Linked DNA regions of Mus musculus: all the other regions are linked to region 1. The links are chromatin contacts, called in public promoter capture Hi-C maps. All regions are on one chromosome and are shown on one strand. Each heading gives the region's core, a stretch centred on a gene start, on an enhancer-like site or on the middle of the called end of the contact. The rest is flanking DNA. Distances are from core to core; before and after follow the strand shown. Region 1 holds the start of Galnt11 (polypeptide N-acetylgalactosaminyltransferase 11). Region 2 holds the start of Pus7 (pseudouridylate synthase 7). Region 3 holds the start of Tomm7 (translocase of outer mitochondrial membrane 7). Region 4 holds the start of Fam126a (family with sequence similarity 126, member A). Region 5 holds the start of Klhl7 (kelch-like 7). Region 6 holds the start of Nupl2 (nucleoporin like 2).

Region 1 (4,955 bases), core at 924-3,423:
GCAGAGAACAGATACTGAACAGATCCTCTGGGACACTGGGAACTTTGGAGAAGAACCTAGGAAAAGACTTCCGAAGGGTTCCAAGGATGGAACACAGGGCCCCCAATGGAGGAGCTAGAGAAATTACCCAAGGAGCTAAAGAGATCTGCAACCCTATAGGTGGAACAACATTATGAACTAACCAGTACCCTGGAGCTCTTGTCTTTAGCTGCATATGTATCAAAAGATGACCTAAGCGGCCATCACTGGAAAAAGAGGCCCGTTGGACTTGCAAACTTTATATGCCCCAGTAGAGGGGAATGCCAGGGCCAAAAAGGGGGAGTGGGTGGGTATGGGGGACTTTTGGGATAGCATTGGAAATGTAAATGAGCTAAATACCTAGTAAAAAATTAAAAAAAAAAAAAGAAGAAGGGTTCCAAGGTACATCCAGAAGATGTGCTGACAAGCAATATGAAAGGCCATAAAGGTCACTGGAGACCAAGCCAGACAAGTGGAGCCATCAGACTCAGCAGTCAGTGCTTTTCAAACACGAACTAAGCAATTCAAACCTTCCATAGACATTCCAAAGACAGAAAGCAGAGAAACTATTTGCCAGGATTCTCTAGAGTAACAGAAATTATAGAATGGATTTCTCCATATAGAGAGAGGGGGGATTTATTAGAGTACTCCCGCAAGTCCAACAATGGCCGTCTACTGATGTCAAGTCCAAGAATCTAGTTGCTCATCCACAAAGCTGGAAGTCTCGGCTGTTCTTCAGCATACACTGGAATCCAGCATACAAACAGGCTCTAATGCCAGTGAAGGAATATGGACTTTCAAGTATGGGTGAGAGCAAGCAGGCAAAGAGGGGGCTTCCTTATTCCATAGCCTTTGTAAAGGCTGCCAGCAGAAGGTGTGGCCTTAGATTAAAGGTGGATCTTCCCACCTCAAAGATACAGATTAGAAATGCTCTCCCCACTTCAAATGATTTAATTCAGCAAAAATCTCTCACAGTTGTGTCTAGCCATTTTTGGTTGTCAAGTTGACAACCAAGAATAGCCTCAAACAGATACAGATAAAGGAAAGACCATGGATTCCAATTCAAATGAAGTATCTAAACCAGGTAAACTGAGAGACTGAAGAAGAGCAGGAGTCCCTGCCCTATGTTATAATGTCTGTCCTGAGTGATTGATTTTGGAAATATATGGCACTGCCTGTTAAGACAACACTGTGAATGTACCCGATGCCATTCAACTATACTAGTAAAATAATCAATAAACTTCATGTTAATTATACTTCACAAGAAAAATAGTAATATAAAATTGTTAAGAAACCTGGCAAGAAACAGCACAGAAATGTTAGAGATTTGATTCCAGGGCCATCAAATGAAAACTATAGACTACGGTATGGTGACATTTCAGTTGCAGAGCTCCGTGGCAGGCACATGCTGAGGGTAAGAAAGGCTTACTTCCTGTTTTTCTTAAAGCATTATTTCAAATAAAAGAAGAAATAAGTTTGAAGTAACTGTTTTGTTGGGCCCACGGACTAGAAAGCGTCTCCAGGGTCTCATTTTTTGTTTGAAGATAAGCAACCAACCAACATGATGGCTCTCAAAGTAAAAGGACAAGATCTGACAGACAGGTGGCGGGTCTTCCTATATTTATATTTAAAGCACTAGTTTGGGGTGTACGAAAACCATAAAAGGTAATTTTTTTAACAAGCATACTGCAAAGAAACATGCATCCTTTCTGTCTTCCAGCCTCCTGTACCGACGCGGTCTAAATCCTGACCGTAATAACAGCAATAAAGATAAAATCGGTATTTTTTTCTAGTAAATCACAACACTGGCTGGAGGTTACGGCCACCGAGAGAACGGCCATGCGCAGTACCCATCACTGCTGTTGAATCCGGAAGCAGCTCTGGCCTCCCAGGCCACCAAGCCTGCTCCAGCAGCCGCGTCCCTTCAGGCCGCAGCCCACGCTCAGGCGCCGACGTAGGCCGCGCGGGGTCAAGCGCCGCGGGCCGGCTACTCACCGCGACACCCGCAGGCCGGGATAGCGGCGCTCCAGGGCACGGGCTGCGGCATCTCCGCTCCCGCCACAGCCCGGGCCGAGCCGCACGAGCCGCGGCGCGCGACGCGGCCCACGACACGCAGCCTTGCGGAGCCCTCGCGTCACGGCACGCGTCACCGCACGCACGCCCTCGCCTCCGAGGATGACGTCACCGCCCGCGGCCTGGCGTCACGAGGCCCGGGCTCCTCCCCGCCCAGTGTGGAGCTGAGCTCTGTCCCATAGGGCCTTAGTGAAGTTCACTCCAGAGAGAAGCTTAGATGAGGGGACGACTTTTTCTTGGAGAGAATGTGAGGAAATTTAGCAGATCAAACAGAATGGTAAGGTTTTGGTAGTTGGTCCATTAATGCTGCTTTACATTGACGGGTATCTATATTAATCCTGTTATCTCACCATGCTATTCAGCCAAGACTTTTTTTTTTTAAATCCGTGATGTCTGGTAGAGCAATGGGACATATGTAAGGAGAAAATTCTGCGTCCCTTATTTTTAAGAAAGCAGCATCTCCTGAACCAATAAATTGTTCTAGCTAGCATTAACCCAGGATACTTCCCTCCTGCATTAACTGGCTGTGGTGACCGACTTTGACTTGAAATGCCCCACTGGGGCTTATGTGGAGCTTGGTGCCTGCTGGTGGTGCAATTGCCAAAGATTGTAGAAACTTTTTGGAGGTGGGGGTCAATCTAGAGGGAGAAGGATCAGGGATGTCCGAGGGTCTTACCTGGTCCAATTGTCCAAGTCTCCTTCTGGCTTCCTGCCCATCATGAAGTAAATAACCTACCCCATATACTGCTGTCATCCTGATGTTCTGCTCAAATGCGATGGCCAAGCAACCATGCAATAAACCCTCAGTAACCATGAACCAAAATAACTCTTTTCCCTTTAAGTTGTCAACACAGTGGCACAAAATTAACTCATATGTGGCCCTGCCAAATACTTACTAGTATTGTGAGGCTGTAGGATGCTCTGTGAGGTTACCTAGGTCTATCCTTAAGGCTGAAATCCTGATGGCCCTTATCTGTGTCCTTCCATGGCCATTGCCCTCAGTCAAACAGTTGCTGCTCAATGCCAAAGAAAGCATTTTTCATAGTTCCCATTCTTGTCCACACAGCATCTTAACGGGAACTCATGGTTGTTTAAGGGATGACTCTCTCACGAGAGGGCAATAGAACAGAAGCATTGTCATGCCATAACCATGTGTCTGCTATTGTTCCTGTATGTGTGACAACGTTCCTGACAGAAACTACTTAAGGGTTTATTTTGGCCACAGTGTGAGGTACAGCCTCTGCTGTGGTGGGTAAGCCATGGCAAGCAGAGGTCTAAGGTAGCCTGTGACACTTCACCCTCAGGAGGCCCAGAGAGGCTGGTGCTCATCTTACAACCTGGTTTGTTTTGTTTTTTTGTTTTGTTTTGTTTTTTTCTTTTTATTTGATCCCTGCTCCATGGCCACCCACATTCCAGGTAGGTTTTCCTTACTCAGCTAAACCTCTCAGGAAACCACAAAGACATGGCCAGAGCAAGGCAGTGCTGCCACACACCTTTTATCTCAGCACTGGGAAGGACAGCAGAGACAAGTGGATATGAGTTTGGGGCCAACCTGATCTACAGAGCTAGTTACAGGACAGCCAAGGCTACACAGATTAGCCCTGTCTCAAAAACAAACAAACAAAACAAAACAAAAAAAGACCTGCCCAGAACAGGAATGTTTCCTAGGTAATTTCAAATCCATCAAAGTGGAAGTGAAGATTTAGCCAGTTTACTAGGATCCTCAAATGGGTGAAGCTTACAAAATACAGGACCGCGGTGAGCATCCTCGAGCTCAGTCCTGCTAGGAACCCATAAGAAACACCACTGCAGTGATGAGAGAGCAGGTAGGTTGTGCCTGCATGGGCTGTGGGGGCATCCCTGTCAGGCATTTCCTCCTTTTTCGTCCTTTCAGTATGTTTCTTCCAGAATTTTCTTTGTAGATTTTGTGAATTACCCCTCTTTGGCCTTCTTAAACTCACCTTCTCTAGGGTGAACTCTATAGCATTCTCCAAACCCCAGAGAAGTTCTCTAGCATTGGGGAGTCTGTGGACACGGCAGGCAGGAGACTAGCTGCTTCTGTCCCAGTCCCTGCAGGGCCCAGAGCTTCTTAGAGAAAAGCAGGACATAATTGAAGAAGCCTTGGGAAAGCTGTGGGTCACAGACTAGAGAACAGAGGGCAAAGATGTGAAAATAGAAGCAGAAAAGAAGAGCGGCACAGGATATAAAAGCCAGTGGGAGCACTTGGGGAACCTGGCTGGAACACATGGGACCTGAGACACCCTGCCAAGGTGCCATGAACATCAGACACTTAGGAACCCAGCCAAGCCAGGAAGTCACCGACTTACACTGGCGGCAAGAAAGGAACTTGATTCACCTCAGCCACGATACACCAATCATGGCTCTCTGGGAACACTTTCCTGAGGCAACCATTTCAGCCCAAGAGGCTGGTGGAAGCTCCGAGAGCAGAGAGCAGGTTCCCATGGACTGTCACAGCCAAGTGAACTGGTCAAATAATCACAACCAATACACTTTATCCCAGTCAGTCATACACCAGCATCTGAACTGTGAGACAGCGTACTTCTCTACTGTTGAGGTCCTTATGCCCACAACTCCAGTGGCAGATGAGCAACAGAGAAAGAATTGTCACTAGAGGTCAAGAAAGGCACTCCCGAAAGACTGGCCACTCTGAATGTATTTTTCATTGCATTTTACATAGTTGCATGATGCTCCAGATTTGTCCTGTGGTGCGAGATGTTGAAGAATTAGGGGACATTTTCACCCTTCACTAACTAGAAACGATTTTTTTTCCTTTTCCTCTCTGTGTTAAATGGCTCCAACTCTGGAAAGATATTATCCAAATACCACTGGAATGACTTGCAACC
Region 2 (4,955 bases), core at 1,390-3,889, 1.4 Mb after region 1:
GCCTCATCTACATAGTGAGTTGAAGGATAGACAGAGCTATATAGTGAAACCCCGTATAAACAAACAGACAGACAGACAAACAGGATCTGGAGAGATGGCTTCAGCAACTAAGAGTACTAGCAGCTCTTTCAGAGAATCCAGGTTCACTTTCTAGCACCCACGCAGCAGCTGACAGCTCTCTGTCTGTAACTCAATTCTAGGGTATCTGACTCTCTCTCTGAACTCTCTGGACACCAGACACACACCTGGTATACAGTCACACATACAGGCAAACATCCACACACTTTAAAAAATAAAAATAATAAAATTTAAAAATTTAAAATTAAAACAGGATCTAGGCTATATTATACCATATAGCTGTATCTGAGTCTGCTGACCTTAGGACATTAAGGTATTAATTTACCCTAGCCCCAAGAATGTGCAGCTGTACAAGAATTAGTGAAATGGGCTAGGCATGATGCCACAAGTTTATAATTGCAGTGCTTTTGAGACTGAGGGAGGAGGCTCTTGAATTTGGGATTAGCCTGGGCTATATACTGAGCATCTATCTTAAAAAGGAAAAAAAAACAGAAAGAAAGAATTAATAAAATGATTAAAGACAAATGAAAGAATTTAGGTAGGTAACTACAGAGAATAATCTTAGAGGAAGACAATGTAGAAGCCACAAGTCTGAACTAAATATATGTGACTGTAGTGATTTGAATAAGAATGCCCCCATAGGTTCATGTGTGCGAATACTTGGTCTCCAGTTGATAGAACTGTTTGGGAAGCATTAGGAGGAGTGGCCTTGTTGGAGGAGGTGTGGCCTTGTTGGACAAGGTTGTCACAGTCAGTTGGCTTTGAAGTTTCAAAAGCCCACACCATTCCTGACTTTCTCCGCTGTGTACTTGTGGACAAAGATGTGTGCTCCCAGCTGCTGCCTACCTACCAGCTGCCAGGATTACTGTGGACACACCCTCTGAAACTGTAAGACCCAATAAACTCTTCTTTCTATAATTTCCTTTGGAGGTGGTGTCTCATCATAGCAGTAGGACAGTAACTAAGAAGTGACTCATTTAGCTGGATCTTTCTACTAAATCCATATTTTAAAAGCAAGTGTGGGACTCAGGAGACAGTTTAGTCAATACAGTGGGGACCTGTGTTCAGATCCTGCTAGTCATGTAGAAAGCTGGTCACAGCAGATCTGTGTAATCCAAGCAGTAGAGAGACAGAGATAAGATCTTTCGACTTGCCAGCTAACCAGTCCAGTTGAGCTCCAGGATCAATGAAAATTATTTACAAAAAGTAGGGTGAAGGGGCCATGGAGATGGATCGGAGGTAAGGGCACTTGCCAAGCAAGCCTGACGACTTGGCTTCCGTCCCCAGAAACCATGTAAGGTAGAAGGAGAGGACCAGCTTCTGCAGACTATGCTCCAGCCTCCACATGTACGCATGCCCACATCATAAACACACAATAATAATAAGTAACTAAGGTAGAGAGTGAAAGCGGAAAGCACCATGATGGGCCTCAGGTCTCCACAAACTCAGAACTGTACATGGACCTTAGTTTTTGATATTTTGATGGTCTTAGGCAACCCCTTGAAAGGGCCACTGGAACCCCAAGGGGTTAAGGAACTACTGATTGACACCGTTCAGAGTTCCAGTCAGGGAACGATGCTGGTCCTGTACGATTACAATGAACCCAGTCAGGATAGTCCAGCATAGGCATGACCAGGGCTTGTCTCCAAGGTAATTCTAGACTCTGTCAAATTGACAACACTAATCATCACATATGCAAACCTCACATATGTAAAACACATGGTTACAACAAACACCACACACACACACACACACACACACACACACGTCTAAGAGGAATACAAAGATCTGAAATAACAGGATTTTGTTTGTTTTGGTTTGGTTTTCTTTTTCTTTTTTTTTTTTTCTATTTTGTTTTTTCAAGACAGGGTTTCTCTGTATAGCCCTGGCTGTCCTGAAACTCACTCTGTAGACCAGGCTGGCCTCGAACTCAGAAATCTACCTGCTTCTGCTTCCCAAGTGCTGGGATTAACGGTGTGTACCATTACTGCCCAGGTTTTTGTTTGTTTGTTTAAAAAAAACCAAAACAACAGGGTCTTACCTAGGCCATGTTTACCTGGGATTCCTTACATATCCCAAAGTGCCCTTAAGTTTCTGATCCTTCTGTCCATATCACCTGAGTGCTTGGATTATGGGCTTTTGACTCTCCACAAATCTTGATTTATTTTATTATATTTTATTTTACCCTGAGTTGAAATCTGGCAAAATATTAGACCTGAAATGCTATGGAATGCTTTGATTTGGTCAGTTGGCTACTTGAAGCATGAGAAGAAAAATATATTTTATTTTTCTTTACGCCAAAGCATTAACCAGCTATGATGGAATCTTCTTGAAGACAGTCCTCCTGGGGAGCTGTCAAAGGTAAGAAACCCATTCTATTAATATGCACTATTAACCATAGCTGTGAAAGAAGCTCCCATTTAAGCACAATTAACAACTAATAAGGTAGTCTCTGTTTTTGAAGTCCTAAAGGTTTCTTTGCATAAGGCAAGTCACTTCCCAGGCGCCGATGGGCGGAGCGTCCTCGGGAGCGGAGGGCCGGTGGAGCGGGCCCCGCCCCGGGGCGTGGTCGGCGCGGCGCAGCGCCGCACGTGTGCGAGCCCGGCGGCTGGTGGGATAACCCGTCCCTGTGCGTCTCCACGCGGTGCAGCCTGTGCTGGTCGGCGCTGGCCGCCGCCTCCTGCGAGTCACCGCCGCCGCCCTCCCGCGTCCCGAGCCGAGCGTCCTCTTCTCCGCTCGGCCCGCGCCCTCAGGCTCCCGGTAAGTGCTCTGCTTTGCGGCGTGGCCCCAGGCCTCCGGAGAGGCGCGCGGCCGGGGAGGGAGGGCGGCCGTGGTCGCAGCTCGCGCTGCTCCCTGTTTCTCCGCCGCCAGCTCCACCTTCCCCGCTTGTCTTATTTCTGCTCCACGCACCCGGATCCTTGATCCCGGACCCCTAGTTCCCGATCCATGCTCCCCGATCCCGGCTATTCGCCCTGATCCCCGCCGTTCGTTAAGCGGCGCCGCGTCCCGATCCTCTGGCCGCGCCGCTGTGGGCTAGAACCTTCTTTTTCCACTTCTTCCTTGCTTTGTGGTGCCTCAGGCACTCCCCAAACTCAATTCCCTGTTAGAAAAACAAACCAGCCTTCCCCCGGTCCTGCTCAGCGCTCCCAGATCGTCCGAGCAGCCTGCACTGGTCCCGGCCTGGTGCTGGGTACTGGGCGCAGATGTTTTACTTGCTGGGCAGGCCTTAAGGGCCGCTGCTCTTCTCAACCACGGAGAAGCGATCAGGCTGACGTCTGGGGTCTTTTCTCCAACCTCTGCTGGGTGACAGTGCAGGCTACTTATTCTGTGGTCCATACCACCAAGCCCTTCACTGAGGGGCCTTTAAAATGGCCAGCACATGGTTATTGCTCTTAATTACTGCCAGTCAAGGAAGAAGGGTTTAGTTCAAGGCCATTTCTTTAAAAAAGAGATCTCTAAAATATAGGTGCTACTTTGTTTTGTTCCCACTCTTAAACAACAACAAAAATCTGTGGCCATCCGTAAAACACTATGCCTCAATGTCAGGGCAATGGTTTTACTAACGAAGGAGCTGTCAAATATCAGACTGTTCACTGTAGTGAGAAAGAGGGGAAACTATGTGCAGTCATTAGCAAATAACCAACAGTCAGAATTTGTTAACTTAACAAGTTTATTTGAATACATAAACCTCTTTTGTCTTGAGATAGGACTTACTATGTAGACCAGGCTGGCTTGAACTAGAGACACAAGTCTTTCTCAGCCTTTTGAGTGCTGCCCTTATAGGAGAGGGACGGCCACTTGAGTTCCCCTCTGAACATCTCTCTCTCTCTCTCTCTCTCTCTCTCTCTCTCTCTCTCTCTCTCTCTCTCTCTCTCTCTCTCTCTCTCTCTCTTTGGGGGAAGGGTTGAGGCAGAGTCTCTCTGTTATGTGGACTGTCAGTCCTGGAATTCTCTATGTAGACCAGGCTGGCCTGGAGCTGCTAGGCTTGGGTCAGTGCCAGCGTTCAGCACTCGTGTAGGAGGCTGGTTTGATCCAGGGCACCGATGAGCCTGGGATTTGGCGGCATGTCTGTTACCCCATTTCCTAGCTGGGATCTTTGCAGGCTCTGTTCTGCCCCCATGGAGCTCACACAATTTTCAGGTCTACTTTTTTCAAGTCTTTAAAACACCTTTACGGGGGCTTTACCTCAGGCCACCCCATTCTCTGCTTCTAAATGGCTGGCCTGTCCTAATACTGGGTTTGTTTGTTTGTTTGTTTGTTTGCAGCACCGAAGACTGAACTTAGGGCATGCTAGACAAATGTTCTGCTTCTGAGCACATCCCCCACAAATTTATTTGGTTTTTAAAAATATCCTTAAGTAGGTTGTAATCTTGTTTGGTTGCAAGAAGTCTTCCATCTTTCTCCAGTGTCTACCCAGGACATACTTAATAAATGTTAGAGTAGATGACTCTGATAGACGTAATAATTTTTTCAGATTAGGATGTGGAGTGAGTTTTGCCATTAAAGTAAGTAATGCCTGCTGTTTCAGGCCTAAGCAGGAGTATCACAGGTTCAAAACCTGCCTGGGTTACATTAACAAAGGCTTTCTAAGCATCTTAGCAAGACCCTGTCTCAAAGCGAGAACAGGACAGTGTAGTTCATTGTTAGCATGCTTGTTTATCATGCCCAGCACTTCATGAGACCCTGTCTCAAAAAACAAACTTCTAAAAGAGCAAACCGTGGTTATGATATCAAGAATCAAAAGCTGAGTAAGAAGTGTCTTAGGGACGTGGTGTGGTGGCACACATCTTAAATTCCAGCTCTTAGGAAGCAGAGGCAATTGGACAGCCAGGGCTGTGTAGGGAGACCCTATCTGACTCCCAAGATCTGGTGTTCCT
Region 3 (4,955 bases), core at 973-3,472, 1.4 Mb after region 1:
GACACACACACACAGACAGAGACACACCACACAGTCATGCAGACACAGACACATATACATATACAGCACACAGCATGCACACACACAACACACACAGAGACACACACACACACCACACATATACACCACACAGATGCACACAAACACACACATACACACCACACAATAATAATAATAATAATAATAAACAGTTTTACAAAGAAGTGACTGAAAGATGGCTAAGGTGAGTAAGAGCTGAGTGCCCCTGATTCTCTGGCCTTTGTGTTCCTATTAGGATCTTTGCTGAATATGTTAGTTTGTTTTGTTATTGTTGGTGGTGGTGTTGTTTTGGTTTTTTGAGACAGGGTTTCTCTGTGTAGCCCTGGCTGTCCTGGAACTCACTCTGTAGACCAGGCTGGCCTTGAATTCAGAAATCTGCCTGCCTCTGTCTCCCAAGTGCTGGGATTAAAGGTGTGTGCCACCACGCCCAGCTCTATTGTGTATTTCTTTCTTTTCTTTCTTCTCCTTCTCTTCTTCTTCTTCTTCTTCTTCTTCTTCTTCTTCTTCTTCTTCTTCTTCTTCTTCTTCTCCTCCTCCTCCTCCTCCTCCTCCTCCTCCTCCTCCTCCTTCTCCTCCTCCTCCTTCTCCTCCTCTTCCTTCTTCTTCCTCTTCTTCCTTCTTCTTCCTCTTCTTCTTTTCTTCTTTCTTCTTCTCTCTTTCTTTCTTTCTTTCTTTCTTTCTCTTTTCTTTCTTTCTTTCTTTCTTTCTCTTTCTTTCTTTTCTTTCTTTCTTTCTTTCTTTCTTTCTTTCTTTCTTTCTTTCTTTCTTTCTTTCTTTCTTCTTTCTTCTTTTTCTTCCAGAGCAGAGGACCGAACCCAGGGACTTGCACTTGCTAGGCAAGCACTCTACCACTGAGCTAAATCCCCAACCCCTCTATTGTGTATTTCTAAACAGAGTATTTTGAGAAACAAGATGCATAAAAATTTCTGTTCTCATTTGGCTCATTTACATCACTGCATTTTAGGATCAGAGCACTGCTTTCCTAGTAACCATGGTGAACTAATTAGATGCTTTGCTATGGGATCAGCCAATTCACAAGTTTCTTATTTCAAGTCAATTGCAGAATTCGACTAAAATCTTGGCACTTCTGATCCTAGAGTCGCATTTTCTACACCTATGTTCTTTATTGTTGGTTTTTTTTTTTCATTGCATTGTATTAATAAAAATGTATTCTTTGAGGATGAATGCAGTGGGGCAGGAGAGAAAGACAGAATTAAGGAGACATGGGAAGTGAAAGGTGTCCCGTCTGGCTGAAGAATCCCACCAGCCGAGCAAAGACTCCCCTGACATTTAACAGCATTTGCTGTTACGGGGCAGTACTCCTTTTATACAGAACTATTTTCAACTAAGAATATTGAAACAGTGACCACACTCAAGGCTTAAGCATATCTGACTTTACTCCTTCCCAGATGTAAACTGCAGTTTTCTGGGACTCTCACACACAAAAGTCTATAACTTCCTTTATAGTAAAAATGTAGCTTAACTCCCATGAACCCCTTGTGCCCAGTGATCTCATTAAGTTCCTTGGCAGTCCTTGAGATGTAAGTCTAGAAGCCAGAAGTGTCAAAGAAAAACAGACAAATAAACCCAGATTTCACGCGAACTTCCCAGATTTGAAAATGTTGTTAAATGAAAAACAGAGAACGGGTGCAAAGTAGAAGGAAACCTGGAAGAGTGCCCGGTGACGTCCGGTTTTAGCAGCCATAGAAGAAACTGATTCTGGGATAGTAAGGAACTTAGCCAAGATAACAGAACAGTATATAAAATAACATTCCTTCTTTCTCAAAGATCATCGCTGGGATGTGTGCTTTAAAACTCTGGAAAGATGCTGGAAAAAAATAAAGGTAGTTGTAGATAAAAAAGTAGGCCTCAAGTGAGCGCGTCTGGCAATCTTCAGCAAACAGCGCGCATTGAATCCCAGCACTCGAGACGCTGATGCAGTAGCAGCTCCATGGGTTCAAGGGCAGCAAAGTCTTAAACAGGGAGCCCCTATCTGGAAAGACAATTCCCGCCCCGCCCCTCCAGGAAAAGCCGGATTCGTCCCAACAATAAAACAACAAAAACGAGGCGGGAGCAGTGAACCCGCAAGGCGGAGCTAGGTTGCTGGAAGGCGACGGATTACGGCCTCTGTCGGCGATGCCTCACGACTCCTGCCGTAAAGGCCCCACGTGGCGCATGCGCAGCTCCTCTCCCTTCCGGGATCCGGACACGGTGGTGGTTGTTGGGCTCCTCGTTCCGCTGGTCCGTCGTCGCCATGGTGAAGCTGAGCAAAGAAGCCAAACAGAGGCTGCAGCAGCTCTTCAAGGGCGGCCAGTTTGCCATCCGCTGGGGCTTTATTCCTCTCGTGATTTACCTGGGTCAGTGATTGAAGAACTTGGGAGGAGCCGCAGGGCAGGGGTTGGTGGGGTCTGAGTCTCCTTTTTTGCCATCCGGGGCTAGGAAATTAAACCCGGCCTCCGCGTTGTCCACGATTTCCGAGGCTGTCTGCCCGGGCTCGAAAAACCATCTTCCAGTTCCTTTTAGCTATTTGAGTAGTGTTTAACCAGTCACACAATCCCTTATATTCCCTACTTAAATCTGTAAAATAAAAGCAAGACCTTTCAAGATTGGTTTTAGGTTTATATGACCCCTAAAGAAAGATTAATCCTCTATTTGACTTTTAGAACGTTTCCCTCCTGTAGGTTAGCCTAAGTGGGAAGACGGTAACCAGGTTAAAACGTCACTGCCTAAAAGCATGATTGTGACCATTGGATGCCTACGCTTTTCTTGTATAATGAAGGATTTCGGTGATTTTTTTTTTTCTCCCGAAAGTTACAGACCCCATTTTGCAGGGAAAGACAGCCATAAAGTTGTACTTTCCTTGCCCAAGTGTCCAGGCAAATATTTTCACCTAGGGCTACACTCTGGAACTGGTTCTGTTCCTGGTTGAGTAGTTTTACAATTTTTTATCTTAATTGCCTTATTCATCCCGTAAGGTAAACAGCAGAGGATTTTAGCTCCAGGTCTCAGAGCTCTAATATGGAATCTGGCGTTTCTCATTAAAGCAGGACCCTCACAAGGTGCTGCTTCTCGTTTGTTTTACATGACTTGCATTATATAAGATAAAATACATTCATTTGTAGTCTTGGCAGAGCCTTTAACTAGGCTGGACATTTCTCCAGGCAGCTGTTGTACCTGTGAGAAGTATGTGAGCTGTGATAACCTGGATATTTTGATAGGACAAGTATTTTTCTTGGTGTTCCTAAGTATTACTGATGAGACAGTGCCTCATGTTGCTCAAGCTGGCCTTGAACTCCTGGTTCTCTTTTTTTTTTTTTCCCTACCTTTCCAGTGTTTGAATTACAGGCCTGCACCGTCACATACAGCTCTTTTCTCCTCTATTTTGAAAGAAAAGAAAATCTCAGACAGTGATATTATATAGGTATCAGATAGATAATTGTGACAGCTTACTTTTTTTGTTTGCTTGGGGTTTTTTGTTTGTTTGTTTTCGAGACAGGGTTTCTCTGTATAGCCCTTGCTGTCCTGGAACTCACTCTGTAGACCAGGCTGGCCTTGAACTCAGAAATCCGCCTGCCTCTGCCTCCCGAGTGCTGGGATTAAAGGCGTGCGCCACCACCCACTGCTGGCTCTACTTTTGTAGGCCGGGTTGTCCATACAGTTCTTTGAGCCCCGCTCCATTTTCATAGTTTGCCTGTAGGTAAGGCTGGGTGAACTCGCAATTCAGCCTCATCTATGGTGTAGTTGGAACTACAGGTGCACTAGGCTCTCCTCTTGAGATACACCTCTGCCCCCACCACCGCCAGATGAGCCCCTTTCATGCAGCCTAGGCTGGCTTGGCTGTAATTTCAAGCTCCTCCTGCCTTCAACTTCTGAACAATGTGTTAAAGTTGTGCACAGCTATGTCCATAGCTAGAAGCTGTAGCTACTTGTCAGAATCTTGGGTCTGAGAACTGGATGCTTCACATTGGTTCCTTTCCTGGGGCTTGTCATGGCATCCAGTAGGGAATTTAAGATTGATGCTGATAGGGCTGCCCTCCCAGCACTTCTGTGTATGTGCCTGTGTGCCTGTTAATCATTTATTCAGGAAATTAATATATATCATCAACAGAGTTTAAATTGTATTTAAATAGTAAAGGTATATTGCTCTAAATAGGTAGATAAATAATATTAAATTATTTTCCCTCCTTTTCTATCTTGAGGCTTGCTTTATCAAGAGAGTAGTTTGTGGAAGATAAAGTAAGATATTCTCAATTACTCTTTCAGAAAAGGTGTCATTTTCCTCTTTCTTTAAGCTTTTTGGAGTTTTCCAGTGTGATTTGGGACTTGTAATAGTCTTGGGAGTGACTGTAAAAGTAAGCCATGCTAAGATGATCTGCTAACTGCACAGTGGAAACAACTGTCCTTTCTGATGAACGAATGGTCATGGTTGCTGCTCCACTTTCTGGTGGAAACTAGAAACCTTCAGCAGCACAAGTCAGCTGAGACGGGTGTCCCAGATTGGATTGTAGACATTTTGTCTGCTGGACTCGTAATTGTTTCATTTGAAAGTTCTTATTTTTTTTCCTTCAGGATTTACAAGGGGTGCAGATCCTGGAATGCCTGAACCGTCGGTTTTAAGGTAATGCTCTTGAATATCAACATTTGAAGACAGATGCTCATATGTTAATTGGTATTAAGTCATTAGGAAGTGGATGACCCATAACGTCACCAGTCATTACAGTCTTGGGTTGTTAGAAGTATTGTGGTCTAGCCTAGCTTGTATTAATTATTGTGTAGCTGCTTTCCTTTCTTCCTCCCACCTTAAAAATCTTTACTTACTATGTTATAACCATAATGATACACATTTTTAAAAGAAAAGAATTAATTTATCCCCTTATGCCATGAAAGGGTAAACTTGTGTATCTAATGCTAACATA
Region 4 (4,955 bases), core at 1,311-3,810, 1.2 Mb after region 1:
GGTGCCAGGCATCCATCTCACCACATATTCGCAGGTGAATCTCCCCTTTCTGAAAAAAAAAAAAAATCCATTTTTTTTTTCCTGAAGCCTCTGCTCCTGGAATGTCAACTCTGAGATTAATTACTTATTATAAAATGCCTTGGCCATATGCTTTGGCTTGTTCTCTAACGAGCTCATAACTCATTTAACCCATTCACACCATCCTATGTTATCTGCATGACTAGTTACCTCTCCTTCAGGCCAGACCTGCTTCTTCCTTAGCATCTTCCTCAGCGGTTCCCTTGAATCTCTTCTTTATACCTCTCCTGTTTCCCAGAATCCTCTTTCATCTTGCCAGTGCCCCACCTCCTATTTCCTGCCTCAACTCATTGGCTATAGACATTTTTTATTGACAGATGATGCTTAGAAGAGATTCTCTACAAAAAGAAACCAAAACCCAAACCATACCCTATCCCAAGTGCTCAATACCCAGATTTAGTGAGTTGTTGCCATTTTGGACAATGCCATAGAGACCACTCCCAGCATTGCAGGCCCCACTGTGAATGGTGCTGGTGTAAGCATCTTTTATCATGCCTATAGCTAGTTTTGCTGTAAGCTGGTGTGTGACCTTTCACCCTTCGCCACACTCGTTCTTGTGCTTCCTGGCCACTTTGTGACTTAGGGCATGCTGCTCTCTTTCTGAAATGGCCCTTGACTTAAAACATTTGGTTTTTTTGGTACTAAATATTGAACTTGGGGCTTAGCACATACCAGCCGGTGCTCTACAGCTGAACTTTACCCTCTGCCCTTTGTAAAAATAATTTTGATGGGCTCTTACCAAGTTGCCCAGGCTAGCCTCAAACATGTGCTGGTAGCTGGGAGTAGAGGCTTGCCCTTTCATCTCAGATGTACCCATCTTTTCAGATAGACTCAGACATCTTCCCTGTGGAACTCTTCATTTTTCTTGCCTTGTGTTCTTTTTGCCCATTGGGCATGGTTGTGTTGGATTTAACACCATCATCTTGTTTTTGCAATGTGCTTAATGAAGCCTAACAACATGGCCTGGTTGACTTCATGTATGTATATACATATGTATATACAATGTTCAATATATATATATGTATATGTGTATGTGTATATGTATATAATATGTGCTTATTATTTCTTTGGTATGTTTTAAAAACTTGCTTAGTGTTTTGGGAGACATTTTGTCATCTCTAGCATTAACTTAGAATGACTTCCTTTCTTCCAGGTTGAAATTTGCCTTCTTCCTCTCTTTCTTTCTTTCTTTCTTTCTTTCTTTCTTTCTTTCTTTCTTTCTTTCTTTCTTTCTTTCTTTCTTTCTTTCTTTCTTTCTTTCCTTCCTTCCTTCCTTCCTTCCTTCCTTCCTTCCTTCCTTCCTCTCTCTCTCTCTCTCTCTCTCTCTCTCTCTTTCTTTCTAATTCAACCAGATTTGAGTTGAGAGGGTTGTAATAGGGGGAGCTCGGAGCATATGCTGTATTGGCTATATATATATATATATATATATATATAAAACGTTATCTGTAGGATAAGTAGGTGTGGAAGACGAAAAATGGCTTATGGAAAAAAGTAGAGAAATATACTTAATTTTTTTCTAAAGAAAAATATTTATTTATTTAATGTGTATATATGTATGGCTGAGTGTGTATGTATGTATGTGTACCATATGTGTGCAGATACCTTCGAGGCCAGAAGTGTCAGATCTGCTGTACTAGAGTCCTGATGTGGGTGCTGGGAACTGAACCCCATTCATCTGGAAGATCAGCAAGTGCTCTTAAGCTCTGAGCCAACTCTCCATCCTCCCTTTTACTATTAAAATTCTTTTAATTTATGTGTGTGTGTGTGTGTTAGGTGCATGTGTACCTGGATGAGGGCAGAGGCCAGAAGAGGGCTACTGATCCCCTGAGACTGAAGTTATAGAGGTTGTGAGCTTCCACATGGGTGCAAAAGCAGTAATATTTTTTTTAACTCTTCAGTTGTCTTTTAGACACCATATTTGAAATTTTCAAGGCTAAAGTCAAAAGCAATGAACATAAGAAAAGGTAGTATTTTAATTGCTATTTCCGAAATCACACAGACACAGACAGACAGACAGACAGACAGACAGACAGACAGACACACACACACACACACAGACACACACACACACACACACACACACACACACACACACACCCCACACACACCCCCCAGAATCCGGTCAAATTTTGATATACTTTTGGGAAATGATTCGAGTAATTGAATATCAGCTTGCTGTCCTTTTCTGATTACGTTTTAAAGCATCTGGTAAGACTTAAGGTCTAAAGGGCTCAGAGAGATCCTGAGACCTTCATGGAACTTCTTAGTTGTCACCACTAACCACACAGTCAATCGTCTCCCCTGGGCGTTCCCGGACCACGCCCATCGCGCAGACCACGCCCACTCAAATCGCCCCCCCCCCATCAATAGTTTCAGATTCTCATTGGTGGAGAAGTTGTTCTGGGCCCACCCTGGGGGTCAGTGATAGGCTGATCCAGTGTGGGACGGTGGTGGTTGGCTGCTTGGGGACGGGTCTCTGGTGGTGCCTGTCAGAGAGGCTGGCGGCAGTGGCGGCTGTCCGGGCTGGGTTGTCAGTCAGAGAGAGGAGGGAAGATGGCTCGCCCGGACTCGTGCTGCTAGAAGGAGAGGGGCAGGTGGCGCGGCTGCCGGCGGAGCGCAGTCGCCCGGTCGCCGTGGTCGCCGTGGTCGCCGTGGTCGTGGGGGGAGGCCGCGGTAGGTCCGGAGCTGCTCTGGTGAGTCTGCCGCGAGCCGTACGCCGGCCCCTGAGGCGCCGGGAGACCGAGAACTTTCTTTGGTCTGGGAGGAGCGGGGCTGAAGCTGTTGCCGGCGGCGGGTAGGACTTCGTCCTGGGGCGGCGGCCCGTTGCGGGTAACGGCTCCCGCGCGAGGCGCGGCCCGAGAACCCTAAGTTGGCCGCGGCCGGCTGCCCGCTGTGAACGAGGCTCCGTTCCCGGTTGGGCGATGAGCTGGGGGTGCCCCAGGGTCGGCCTAGCACAGAGCCCACCGTAGCCTATGGCCACTGCCCACCCGTCCGCGCCGCCCAAAGCCTGGCCTCGCCGCCCACGCTGGCTCCGCAGACCCGGTGCTCTTCAGAGCGGTGCTCGCTCGGGTCTTGAATCCCGTGGGGCTGGGGGTTCGGAGTGCCAGACCGGTCTGTCTGTCCACCACCAGGAGAGCTCCTCTTCTGCCTGCGCCGCGCTGGACCCTGGAGTTCTGCCTCTTCTGCGGCTGCTGTGACCGCCCTCGAGGATCGACAGGGTTTTCTGTCCACTGAACGGTTTTTTGTTTTTGTTTTTTTGTAAGCTTCTTTCTTTTTTCTTTCTTTTCTTCCTTTCGTTCTTTTTTCCTTCCTTGCCCCCCCCCTCCCCGCACGAAAACACCCCAGGTTTGCAAGCTTCAGCAAAACTGGGTCTCTGCCCTGCAGCGTGCATGTGTTTGCTTTGTACCTTTAGAGTTTAGAGGTTCCTGAAGAATTTGGCCCTAGTGGTTTTGCACTGCACTGAATCGCTTCTGGGATAAAACGCTATTGCACGCGGGCAGCGGCTCCACTGCTCAGGTAGGGGGAGTGCTGCTGCGATACAGAGACTGCTACTGGTTGCATGCAGGGTAACACTGGCTTTCTGTACACTGGGTGTCCTTTGGGTAACAAGGTAGGTTTTGCAGGAGATGTGCCAGCCCTGTGGTTCATGCCACGCGTTGCAGTTTGAGGTTTTCAGTTGTTACAACTTTTATCTACATAAAGCCACAAAGATTAGGGTAACCTTGAAACAATGCGATAGTTCTGGGAGGTGTGTTTTCCTAGGACTGCTCTGTTGCCAATGGCACCAGCCTCCTCCCCCCAACCCCCACCCCCGATCGTTTGTGACCACTTTTCCCCTTTAGGTGAATACATTTTAAGGTTTATAAGATGACTCTTTGTATCACGTTTTTGAAGTACACTGAAGGACAAGAAAGGGGAAAGGTTTCTTTGTCAGGAGTGGTATCAAAATCAAGTATTCAGATAATTTCACTTTAGTAGTAAGGGGGAAGCCCAGCATGTATTTAGAAACCAGACTCTACAATTGACTCATTTTACAGTCATTTGATTTATTAACATTATTTCCAGAAACAAATTAGAAATCCCGTTAATAATCAGTAGCTACAGTCTCTGGGTATGCATGCCAGGTGGAGACTGGGTTGGGTCAATGCAGACAGAGTTCTGTCTTTCCTTTCATCAGGCTTGGTGGCAAGAGCTTTTACCACCAGAGCCATACTGAAGGACCCTGCTTTCCTTTTTCTACTTTTTTGTTTGTTTTTATTCTTCTATTTTATAAAATCCCCTTTGGTTACATTTTTAAAGAATGGTGTAATTTTGACAATAAGTTTAAGTATATCTTCTAGTTCACTTTTATTCAGCATCCTGTTGCCTATTTGTAATCAAGCCTAAGAAATCTTCATAGGTGACTTTTAAGAGTGTAGCTCCAAAACCAGTCATAAGATTACTTATGGCAATAAAGTAGAGATGTGTGAGTGAGACTTTTCAAGAAAATGGAAGGAAAGAAAGGAGAAAATGCTGGCTATGGAATAGCATTTCTCTGTCTTGGCCACATATAGTATTTTGCAGAACTTAAAATTTTTACTCTCAGAAGGAACCTTCCCCACCCTGTTTCCAGCAAGGGCAGGATAGGACCTAGACAACAGCATTTAATTAAACAAGAACTCTCTGAAGTATAATACATACATATTTCAATTGTGACACTTAATATTTAATATGTTAATATTTATAAAATCATTGCCACAATTAAAATAACAAACCCACATATCACCTCCTAAGATTGTTTGTATCCTTTGTTTCCTTCTGATTCTTAGGGAACACTTTCTGTTGGTATTGGATACTTTCCTGTAAAGTTTATGTTTTTAAACATATTGTTGATTTCC
Region 5 (4,955 bases), core at 1,561-4,060, 1.1 Mb after region 1:
CTAGCATTACACCTGGCTCCCTTCTTAGAGGTAAATGTGGCCTGGTCTCCGCCATCTTTTGATGTATGCATTCCTTTTGTTTTGTGTCACTGTAACTTAGCAGGGAAGTGTTTGCCTGGTTTCTTGTTACTCTTCTGTATAAAAAGTAGGTTGCTCGATTTGACAAATTATACTCAGATTCAACATGCTCTCTCCTGTCGTCTCTGTTTGTCACCCACTTTTGCTGACTCCTTCACCCACCTGCAACCAGAGACCCGTTCCACGAAGATAGAAGACAAAAAAAGGGGATAGTCTGTTGCACTACCCTTGTCCAAAAATCTGCCTGAGGCTAAATTGGAAGGTAATAGATTAACAGCTTTGGCAGAGATTTCAAAATATCCTACTATTAACTGTGTGGTTATCAGAGCCATTTTTATATAGATCTATAATAAAAAGGAAGAAGATGAGCAAGGAAAATATATAAAATGTACAGTTTGAGGAGAAAAGGGGCACCAGGAAGTGTAATGGTCCTTGTGCTCAAGGAGATGAAAAGTTGTAAAAACCTGATTCTAACTGTAATATAAGGGTGGTGACCTCAGGGCAAGACTCCATCCAATTAATCTTTCAACTTGTGAAAAAGTTTAGGGCCAGACACACTAGTACACACCTTTAATCAATCCCAGCACTCAGGAGGCAGAGGCAGGCAGATCTCTGAGTTCAAGGCCATCCTAAACTATAGACCAAGTTCTAGGACAGACAAGATTAAGCAACAAAAGAAACTACAGTGAAAATGTTTTGAATAAGAGGTCCGTGTTCCGCCTTTAATCCAAGCACTTGAGAGGCAGAAGCTATACAGAGAAACCCTGTCTTGAAAAAACCAAAAAAAAAAAAAAAAAAAGGGGTCCGTGTTCCAGCCCCAGCAAGCATCAGAACTTGGCAATAAAACCATAAAACAAAGAAAAATACATGAATCCATTAAGGTGATTAAAATGCTCTAGGAGTCTATAATAGCTCAACAAAAATAAACTATGTGAATCAGTACAAAATGGTACTATGCATCTTTGTTAAATGCAGGAATCCTCCAAGTTGATAAAAATGCTACAGGAGTCTGAAATACACCATAAAACAGATTAAATTAGCCACAGTAGAAGGGTCAGATCCCTGAGTGCTCACCAAATATCCATATTCTTCTTTGTATTCAATAGCATAACCTTGATTTTTCAGTAAATCTCATAACTGTATTTCTATTTTAACAAAAAAGATGTCACAATATTCTAAAGCTAAGTCTAAGAAATATGAATTAATTTTAAAATCAAAGAACTAAATAACATGTTGGTTCAGACCATCTTCTTGTAACACCTGATGGATGCTGTGACTTTGTTGCAGCCTATCTAAGGAATGAGGTAATGCTTTGCAAAGCTCCAGCCCACATCTGCCACAGTTCGGGACAGTAGGAGTATACCAGAATGAGCTTAAACAAATTTAAGCACCAGTGAGTTCGATTTAATTACCACTAGAGGTACACATCAAAGACACTTGCAATCTCAAATCATCAATTCTGTAGATCTCAAAAAGGTTACACAAAAAGAACACAAATATGAAAAGAGATGCATTTTAATAAAGAAGCCAGCCATTCACAGCTATTTCAGCATAAAAACCAGGAAAGATATAGGCATTGAAAACATAGTATCTATCCGCTACAACCAGAGCAGTGTGCCATCTTGTGAACAAAGAGAAGACTGCTGCGACCAGTGTTTGGCCTTAAGAAATCAGGAGTTGGTATCTTCCGAAATAAATCTTAAGATTCTTCTGCTGCCCATACTCACAGCAAAAGCGTCAGAAAGCCGAATTAGGTTTTTTAATCACTCAAGCTTATCTGTAGTGCTTTGTCCTCTTGAAAAACAGATTTCAGAGTCAACAAACTGACAAACATCCCCAGAATCCATAATGTGTTCTCTACCAAGTAAAACTCACGGAACCAAAAACCAACCAAGTGGTGTTCCCCTGCTTACCGGTCTATTGGAGGTTATAATCTAGTTAATTCTATCAAACACCTATCTACCGTCTCCATCGTTAAGCCGTGCCTTTCATAACCCACCTTTCAACCAAATGCTGCGGTTTCTCCAATACACGGCAAAATCAAAGACAGCACAAAGAGATCCTCTTGGTTAACAGTGGCGCCAGAACCCTTAGAAAACTGCTATTTACTGGTGACTGGCGTCGCCCTAAATGACAGGTGATTTATCAACTCGTGCCACTTGGGTGACAGGGCGGCGGGGCGGGAGCCTCCCTCCGAGAGCTCCAGATGACACCGCACGGTAAGGGAAGGCTCCAGGCCTCACGGGGAACTGGATGAGACCGGTTACACAACCGCCCCGGAGGCCCCCCGCCCGCCGCAGGAGTCCCCGTCGAGCGGGCCTCGGAAGCCCCGTGGCGGAGCAGGCCGTCAGCCAAGGCGCCGGCCCCGCCGCCAGCCTCCGCCGGACCCCTGCCCACCGCCCCGCACCGCCCCGCACCGCCCCGCACCACCCCGCACCGCCCCGCACCTGTTTCCTCATGTTGTTCATGACGCCCATGAACCCCGCCAGCAGCTTGGCTTCTTCGCGAGCCGCAAGTTTCTTCTCAGTTTTCTTCTTGCTACTCTTTTCCACGCCGGAGGTGGCCATCCTCTCTTTGCCCTCTGCGGGTTCGCGGCGACAGTTTGCCCGCCACACGCGGCAGTCTGGAGCACGGCTTCGGCGGCGGAGCTCGGAGAACTGCGGGAAAGCCGAAGGAGGACGAGACGAAGCCAACTCGGCCACGGTTGCAAGCGAAGGGAGTCCCAAGCATGCGCACTGGGTCGGGCGGGGGGGGTGCGCTCTAAGGAGGAGGGGGCGGGGCAGTGCGTCACAGCCACGCGACGCCCTAGCAACCGGCTGCGTCGCGCGGTGCGGCGTCCTCAACAGTGGGTACCCTTCGGCCTGATCCAAGCTCGCGTGTGCTTTTCTTCTACCAAAGGCCGACTTCCCAGGTTTAGATTTCGTGATGATCTATTTTGGATAATTGTGTAATAGAACAAACTAAGACGTCTCCCTATGGCGTAAGCTCCCTGAGAACAGGGTCAGTTCTTCACTGCCTTTTCAGACTGGGGCTCATTGTAGGCGCTCAGTAACTATTACAGGAAAATTGCATACTGCAAGGCAAAGGTTATTTAGGATAAGCACAAGAGTTACTTGTTTGAGATTCAGAAAGCAAAACCATTGTCCTGTCGATTTCTCCTCTCCGTGACATGCCTGCCTGTTTAGTAGGCTGTCTTTCTCATTAAAACAGATCTGGTGGGTGATGGTGGTGGTGGAGGCAGAGAGTGGTGGACTACTGAGAGAAACCCTGTCTGGGGAAAAAAACAAAATCAAAAAAACCAAAAAACTAGAGAGCAGGTGTTAGTTCCAGCCAACTTTATTGAGGTTTCCCCGGGCAGTTCTACTGGAATACAGAACTCAGTCCTAGAACTCACAGAAACATGTTCATAATGAGTTTTTTATTTTGCTGTTTAGGAATACACAGGACTGAAGTCGTTATTTCTAGTAATGAACTTTCTACATAGCCTCAGTTTTCTACCTAGATGTATGAAGAACTAGACAGAAGTTTTATGTAAAATGATCTAGACCGCTGTTGATCTAAAACAATAACTGCTTAAAAGAAAATTAAATAAATTATTTTAAGCTGCATAGGGTCAGCAATGGCCTAAAAAGGGATTGAACATATCCTGGACAGTATGTTTCTTTATAAAAGAGATTAGATAAATATATTTATCTGCAGGAGGTGGGGGAAGAAAGTTAATCAAGGCGTTTACCAGATACACTGGTGGGAGCATCAAGTTGGTGGACCACAGCACAGTGAGAAAATCCTTTTGGAAGTTTTAGACGTCATATATATATGATGCCCCCTTTCAACATGTTTTATTTAAGATAACTTTTAAATTAAATATATTCTAATCATATTTTTCCTCTCCCTCAGATCCTTCCAGATCTTCCTGTCCCTGCTCACCCAACTTTTTTTTTTTTTTTTTTAAATATATTTATTTATTTATTATATGTAAATACACTGTAGCTGTCCTCAGACACTCCAGAAGAGGGAGTCAGATCTTGTTTCGGATGGTTGTGAGCCACCATGTGGTTGCTGGGATTTGAACTCCTGACCTTCAGAAGAGCAGTCGGGTGCTCTTACCCACTGAGCCATCTCACCAGCCCTCACCCAACTTTTAAGTTGTTTGTCAAACAAACAAATCCAATACTGTAACAAAACCAAGAAAATATATAAAATGACACCCCAAAAGAAAAACAAACATCAAGTTGTAATTAAAGAAAAGTGCATGCGTGCTTGTGCATGCAAGTGTACACACATACACACACACATACACACACACACACACACACACACACACAAAGCTGGAGTCTATTATATGTTTGTCAACTATTCCTGAAAATGAGACCTTCTCTGGAGTGATTGGTATACACCAGTGTCACGCCATTAAACAAAACTGTTTTTCCCTCTCCCAGCGGGTATAAATGACAGTTTAGTTCTTACCTTCATCCTAGTGGTTTTCATGCATTCACTTTTTTAAAAATACAACAAAATAAAATATAAAACAAGACCCATTACTTTGAGATTGGACCAGGCAACCTAACAAAAGGAAGAAAACCCTTGAGAAGACACAAGAATAAGAGACCCACTTGTTCACAGACAGGAATTTAAACAACAACAACAACAGCAACGCACTAAACTGAAAAGCCATACTGTCTATACAGAGGACCTGGTGCAGACCCATGCAGACCTTGTGCATTCTGTGTCAGTCTCTGTGAGTTCCTGTGAGCTTTGCTCATACTGATTTAGTGGTCCTTGTTTCCTTGGTGTCCTCCATCCCCTCTGGCTCTTGCGCTCTTTCTGTGCTCTTTCTACCTCCTGTTTTGCAGAGTTTCCTGAGCTCTGATGGAAGG
Region 6 (4,955 bases), core at 1,248-3,747, 1.1 Mb after region 1:
ATGGTGGTTTGTCCTGATCTCTGCTGCCACCCCATGGTGTGGACTTGGGGAAGCTGGAAGGCTGGATGACGTTGGAGTACCTCTGGCTGCTGGCATTCCACCCTCGACGGTTATTCCCTAAAATAATCAAGAAAACAAACAATCAGAAAATTGGTAAATTTTTCCAATCTTGAAGATCTCTATTACATTTTATGTTATTATGTCTTGACATTATACACAGTGCTATTTTCTACTAGTTTTAAATGACAATCCCTTTATGAGTTATAGTTTGTTATATGTTATAACAAGTCACATAATGTTCTCTTTATATTAAAAAATGAGATCAAGGCCAGGTGTGTTGGTGTAAGAATTTAATCACAGCACTGTGGAGGGAGAGACAGGCAGGTCTCTAAGTTCCAGGTCAGTCAGAACTATATAGTGAGGCCTCATCTCAAAAAGCAAATAAAAACCCCAAAACCCAAGCTGACAAAAAGCAACAACAAAGTGAGATCAATGTGATCATAGAAATATAAAGACATATCGGTGAGTTCAGTGTTAAGCCTATTAAATTGACCATGAGGGAATAAATAAAAAATACTCTAAACATCTCTAAAAGCTTTGCGGTGAGCCCAGCTCGGTCAAGGCCCTCATTTGACCTATCATTGGATGTGTGTGTATGCTTCTGCACTGGGCCATAGAGACAATGAATGAAAGAGAACAATGAATAAACTGGATAATAAAAAGGGTTAAATTTTACTTTCTGTCCTTAAATAGGTATTTAAAAAGTGTTTGCCTCTGTCTTTACTTTGTGGACACAATGCCCACAACCTATCCTTCATATAGAGATCGCAGAGCTTACTAATAGGTAAAGTATAGCGTAGATTTCTAACAACTCATAAAATAATAATAATAAGCCAATAGGACTTGTTTCAGGTTTTGATACTGTTTTTAATCTTATCACTTCCTAGTTTATGCTAGGATAAAGGTAATTTATCTTAGGATTTAGAAAATATATCACTTAATATATACTAAAAACAGACTGATAGAGTACTCCTCTGGCTGAAATAGACATGCCTTTAGTACACAGCTTTAATCTCAGACATCGAAAGTAAAGTTAGTCTGTAGAAGGAAGCAGCTATGTTTGAAAGTGGTATCTAATTGAGTGCCAGACAAAGTGACAAATCAGAGAAAAATTTGACAGAATAGGATATGCCCAGCTCTCACAGGAGGAGGAACAGGAAGCTACGTAAGATGGAGCAGAGCAGAGGGAAAGAGAGAGGTATTTAAGGCCCAAATGTGGGCCTTAAAATTACAAAGCATTCTTTTTCTTTCTTTTCATTCTAAAGTTTTATTTGTATTTTTCCCCTAATTATCTATCTACTGAACATTTACTTGCAAATTACTACATTTAAAGTAGGTTTCCAGAGACCAAATGGCAAACATTCCTCTCAGCAGTCCCTGGGAGTATACCAGTATCTATCGGAACCTGACTCCTAATTTGGAGTCTTTCACTAGAAGCATTGTAGATGATACAATCTGTCTCCTCCACGAAAAGACTGGAAATATGAAACCAGCATGAACACAGGGGCTGGAGGAGCCTTAAAGAGAAGGGGAAAGAGAAGCACCCACTGACAACGTCACGAACTAGGTTCCACTGGGCAGTGGTAGCACATGACTTTAATTTCAGCACTCAGGAGGCAGAGGCAGGTGGATCTCTGTGAGTTCAAGGCCAGCCTGGTCTACAAAGAGTTTTTCAGGACAGCTAGGGCTGTTACACAGAGAAAGCCGATCTCTGAAAACCTAAAAACCAAAACAAACAAAAAACTAGGTTCCAAAATTAAGAGAACAAAACGTATTTATCTGACTTCTAAAACCTTGTTTTGTGCTGGTTTAATGTCTAACCCCTGAATACCCTTTCCACAAAACTTGTAAGGTTCTTGACCCAGTGTCGGAAGCTACTAACTAAAGCCCAGATTTTAAGAGCTTGTGATCACGGACAAGGAAGGGGAAAGAGTAGAGAAAGGGGTCTGAATGAACCCACGTGAATTCTCCCTACCACTGCCATTCACCAAAAAGGAGGTTTTGATGAAGATATCTCTAATTTAAAAACGCAGTGTTTGACAGGAGCACCCAAGTCCAAACGCCTGTCCACGTGTGACGATCAGAAACGACTTGTCAAACTACTGGGGGTGAGACGTCGCATGCCAGGGCAGGGGCCCGGGGTGGAGGTGTGCGTCCGCAGCAAGTGGCCCTGGCTCAAGGCTCCCAGACCGTCACCTGAGGGTGGCTGCTGCTGCGGTGGCGGCTGCCGAGCCCCGCCCGCACCCCGGGCGCCGGGATGCTCGTTCCAGCAGCGGTCTCCGAAGCGGCACCGGCCTTGAAGGAAAAACTGGCATATGGTCATGGTAGCGCCGTCCCAGCTCGACCCTGCTCGCGGTCGCCGGCGAGGGCCCAGGCTCCAGCAACCGAGGCCCGGCTAGTGTGACGTCATCGCCCCGCGCCCAGAGGCTCTGTGACCAGTGTGCCGTGAGCCGCGTGGGCTTTAGCCAATGGGATTTAAGAAGAGCAGAGCTGTCAGCGCTCGGGTATGCTGAAATGGGACGCGGTCGTTGGATCCCTGACCCGGACCCGGACCCGGACCTGAACCCGGACCCGAATCTAGAGAATACCAGATATAGCAGACAACCAGCAACCCTCTAGTTGGCTGTATACAGTCTGCGAGACTCATTCGTTCTTTACATTTACTTGGGGGGGGGGGAGGTAAAAATGGGCTTAACAACGAAAAAAAATCTGTTTATCAAGAGAGATTATTTACAGAAAGCCAGCTGTAACCAGGAAACAGGACTCAATGCAGGCGAAAAGCATCTATTAGTTTCTTAGTCGGTAATGTCTTAAAATTTCACGTAAATGTTGCCTTTTGAAATTTCATCAGGAAAAATGACAAAGAGTAAAACCGACACAGAAGCAGCCCGATTTTCCTCAGGAGCAGTTTCAGATAAAGGTTTTCTGAAAGTATCCAATTTACTGTTTTTTGTTTGTTTTGTTTGTTTTGTTGAGATACGGTCTTACTAGCTGGCCTCGAACCCACAGAAATCCACCTACCTTAGTGCTAAGATCAAAACCGTACACCCACTACGTTTCATTTATTATCTTTACAGTTCTCATGCAGGACCCTGTATCAGTATAAAACAAGTACATTATATAACAATGAAATGAAATTGCTCTTGGAAATTAAAATTGGAGAATGGGGATAAACTAAGAGTTGAAGGCAGCTTAGAGACTCCTCAGACTCAAAGTATACCTTGAGTCTCATTTTATATTTTGGTTATGCTAGAGGATGGAGAGATCAAAAGCAAAACTCTAACTAGTAATCCTAACACTTGTGATGGTAAATACTGTCAACTTGATTACTTTTAGAATCACCATAGACACAAATCTCTGGACTTGGAGGGTCAGACTTAGATCCCCATAGATACACACCTTTGAGCATGTCTGTGAAGATGCTTTCACAAAGGTTGAACTGGAAAGATGTACCCTTAATGAGGACTGCATTCTCAAAGGAGTGGGCACACACTGAATAAAAAGGCAAATTCAAGTTGAACATCCATTGCTGTTGCTAGACTGCAAATACAATGTGCCCAGCTGTCTCATGCTCCTGTTGAAATCCCGTCCAAGCTGTGCTAGACTGTACCTTAATCTGTGAGCCAGAATCAACACATGCTTCTGAGGTTGCTTTTACCAGGGTTTGTCATAGTAATAGGAAACACAATCTAGATAGCTCTATATGTAGGTGTAATCTAGCATGGTCTCAGTCATCCTCCTGCCTCAGCTTACCAAAGTGAGAACTGCCACTATTTTGAATCTTCACACCCGCCCACAACAAATTGAGTTATGTTTAAAAGGAGTAAAACTGGTAATATCAGAGTGAAACCTTAAAAATCTTTGGAGGAAAAATTAAGGGGTTCAAAAGGATCAATCAGGATTTAATGCTGCAACCCACAAAATGCTCTTTCATAATACCAGTTTACTGAAGTTTAATGAGAACTGGTTTGGTGCCATATTGGATGGAGTAAATTGGATTTTACCTAATGCAAACAGTCAAAAAAGAATATAGATTTAGTTGAATAACTTTATTAAATGGCACATTTTGATATTGGTGTATTAAAATGCCTCATGACTCAAACATTTTCATGACACTATAATGACAAGTTTTAAAAACTAGACCACAGAGCCACAGTTACTGTTATAATATGGAACAAGTTTTGTCTACTAAACATTCATACTCAAATTGTGATTCTCAAAAGTAAAACCCATGTATCATCAAAATAAAGCACTTCAAAGGACAGAACACTGACAAACCCAGTATCTACTGAAATGAAAGCAGAGTACATTATAGGAAAGGAACTTTTTGAAAAAGTAATGAAATGTACTTTATATACAAAGAAATTTGAATACAAAGCAATTTGTATATGAAGTAATATACTTTGAATAGTTTACTTTTACCCATTATCCTTTAGAATTGTGAATGATAGTTCTGGTTTGGGGGAAGACGTGTTCTTATTAGGAACATGATACAGGTTATTAGGAGTAAAGGAACTTTATAGAAAGCTTTATAAAATGTTATGTGTTCTAGTTAATCAGCAGCCTAAAAAGAACAGCTAATATAGTCAAAATATTTTAACAGTGCTGCCTATTCTACAGGGGTAACTGCTCTATCAGTGTGATTACAGTGTAATAAATGAGTATTTTGTCATCAGAAAATTTAGCTATGTTAACAATTTTTCTCATGTTTTCCTGCATGTATGCATGTGCTTCATTGTGTGCCTGGTACTTGAGGTAGCTAGAAAGAGGGCACTGAATCCCCCTAAACTAGAGTTGTAGATGATCGTGAGCCTCCGAGTGGATGCAAAGGACCACACCCAGGTCCTTCTGCAAGATACAGTGCCACCTCTCCAGCTTCAAATAGCCACATTTTT

What was found. Promoter capture Hi-C pulls out the DNA fragments that hold promoters and counts their contacts. Capture Hi-C pulls out chosen DNA fragments and counts their contacts.
Region 2: a contact with region 1 is called in a promoter capture Hi-C map of pre-B cells, with 2.4 times the contacts expected there. The contact joins the promoter of Pus7 here to the promoter of Galnt11 in region 1. A contact is called at or near these places in 2 of 39 promoter capture datasets (liver and pre-B cells).
Region 3: a promoter capture Hi-C map of pre-B cells shows a contact between it and region 1, with 4 times the contacts expected there. The contact joins the promoter of Tomm7 here to the promoter of Galnt11 in region 1. A contact is called at or near these places in 3 of 39 promoter capture datasets (liver and pre-B cells) and 2 of 9 other capture datasets (adipose tissue and liver).
Region 4: a contact with region 1 is called in a promoter capture Hi-C map of adipose tissue, with 3 times the contacts expected there. The contact joins the promoter of Fam126a here to the promoter of Galnt11 in region 1. A contact is called at or near these places in 1 of 39 promoter capture datasets (pre-B cells) and 2 of 9 other capture datasets (adipose tissue and liver).
Region 5: a contact with region 1 is called in a promoter capture Hi-C map of pre-B cells, with 2.6 times the contacts expected there. The contact joins the promoter of Klhl7 here to the promoter of Galnt11 in region 1. A contact is called at or near these places in 2 of 39 promoter capture datasets (liver and pre-B cells) and 1 of 9 other capture datasets (adipose tissue).
Region 6: a promoter capture Hi-C map of pancreatic islet shows a contact between it and region 1. The contact joins the promoter of Nupl2 here to the promoter of Galnt11 in region 1. A contact is called at or near these places in 3 of 39 promoter capture datasets (the C10 cell line, liver and pre-B cells), 1 of 484 Hi-C or Micro-C datasets (CD4 T cells) and 1 of 9 other capture datasets (pancreatic islet).

What each region holds. Positions count from the first base shown.
Region 1 is chr5:25,220,090-25,225,044 of GRCm38.p6, reverse strand. It overlaps Galnt11 (polypeptide N-acetylgalactosaminyltransferase 11), which reads right to left and starts at 2,173. Exons shown (of 12, transcript NM_144908.4): 1 at 2,014-2,173. It overlaps Galntl5 (UDP-N-acetyl-alpha-D-galactosamine:polypeptide N-acetylgalactosaminyltransferase-like 5), which reads right to left. Exons shown (of 9, transcript NM_026449.3): 9 at 4,756-4,955. The coding sequence ends at 4,863.
Region 2 is chr5:23,781,395-23,786,349 of GRCm38.p6, reverse strand. Pus7 (pseudouridylate synthase 7) reads left to right here and starts at 2,639. Exons shown (of 16, transcript NM_178403.5): 1 at 2,639-2,838.
Region 3 is chr5:23,841,412-23,846,366 of GRCm38.p6, reverse strand. Tomm7 (translocase of outer mitochondrial membrane 7) reads left to right here and starts at 2,222. Exons shown (of 3, transcript NM_025394.3): 1 at 2,222-2,396; 2 at 4,609-4,657. The coding sequence starts at 2,294.
Region 4 is chr5:24,028,295-24,033,249 of GRCm38.p6, reverse strand. Fam126a (family with sequence similarity 126, member A) reads left to right here and starts at 2,560. Exons shown (of 11, transcript NM_053090.3): 1 at 2,560-2,771.
Region 5 is chr5:24,098,445-24,103,399 of GRCm38.p6, reverse strand. It overlaps Klhl7 (kelch-like 7), which reads right to left and starts at 2,810. Exons shown (of 11, transcript NM_026448.3): 1 at 2,526-2,810. The coding sequence starts at 2,645.
Region 6 is chr5:24,162,505-24,167,459 of GRCm38.p6, reverse strand. Nupl2 (nucleoporin like 2) reads right to left here and starts at 2,497. Exons shown (of 7, transcript NM_153092.4): 1 at 2,257-2,497; 2 at 1-117. The coding sequence starts at 2,383. It also overlaps a transcript of Klhl7 not described here.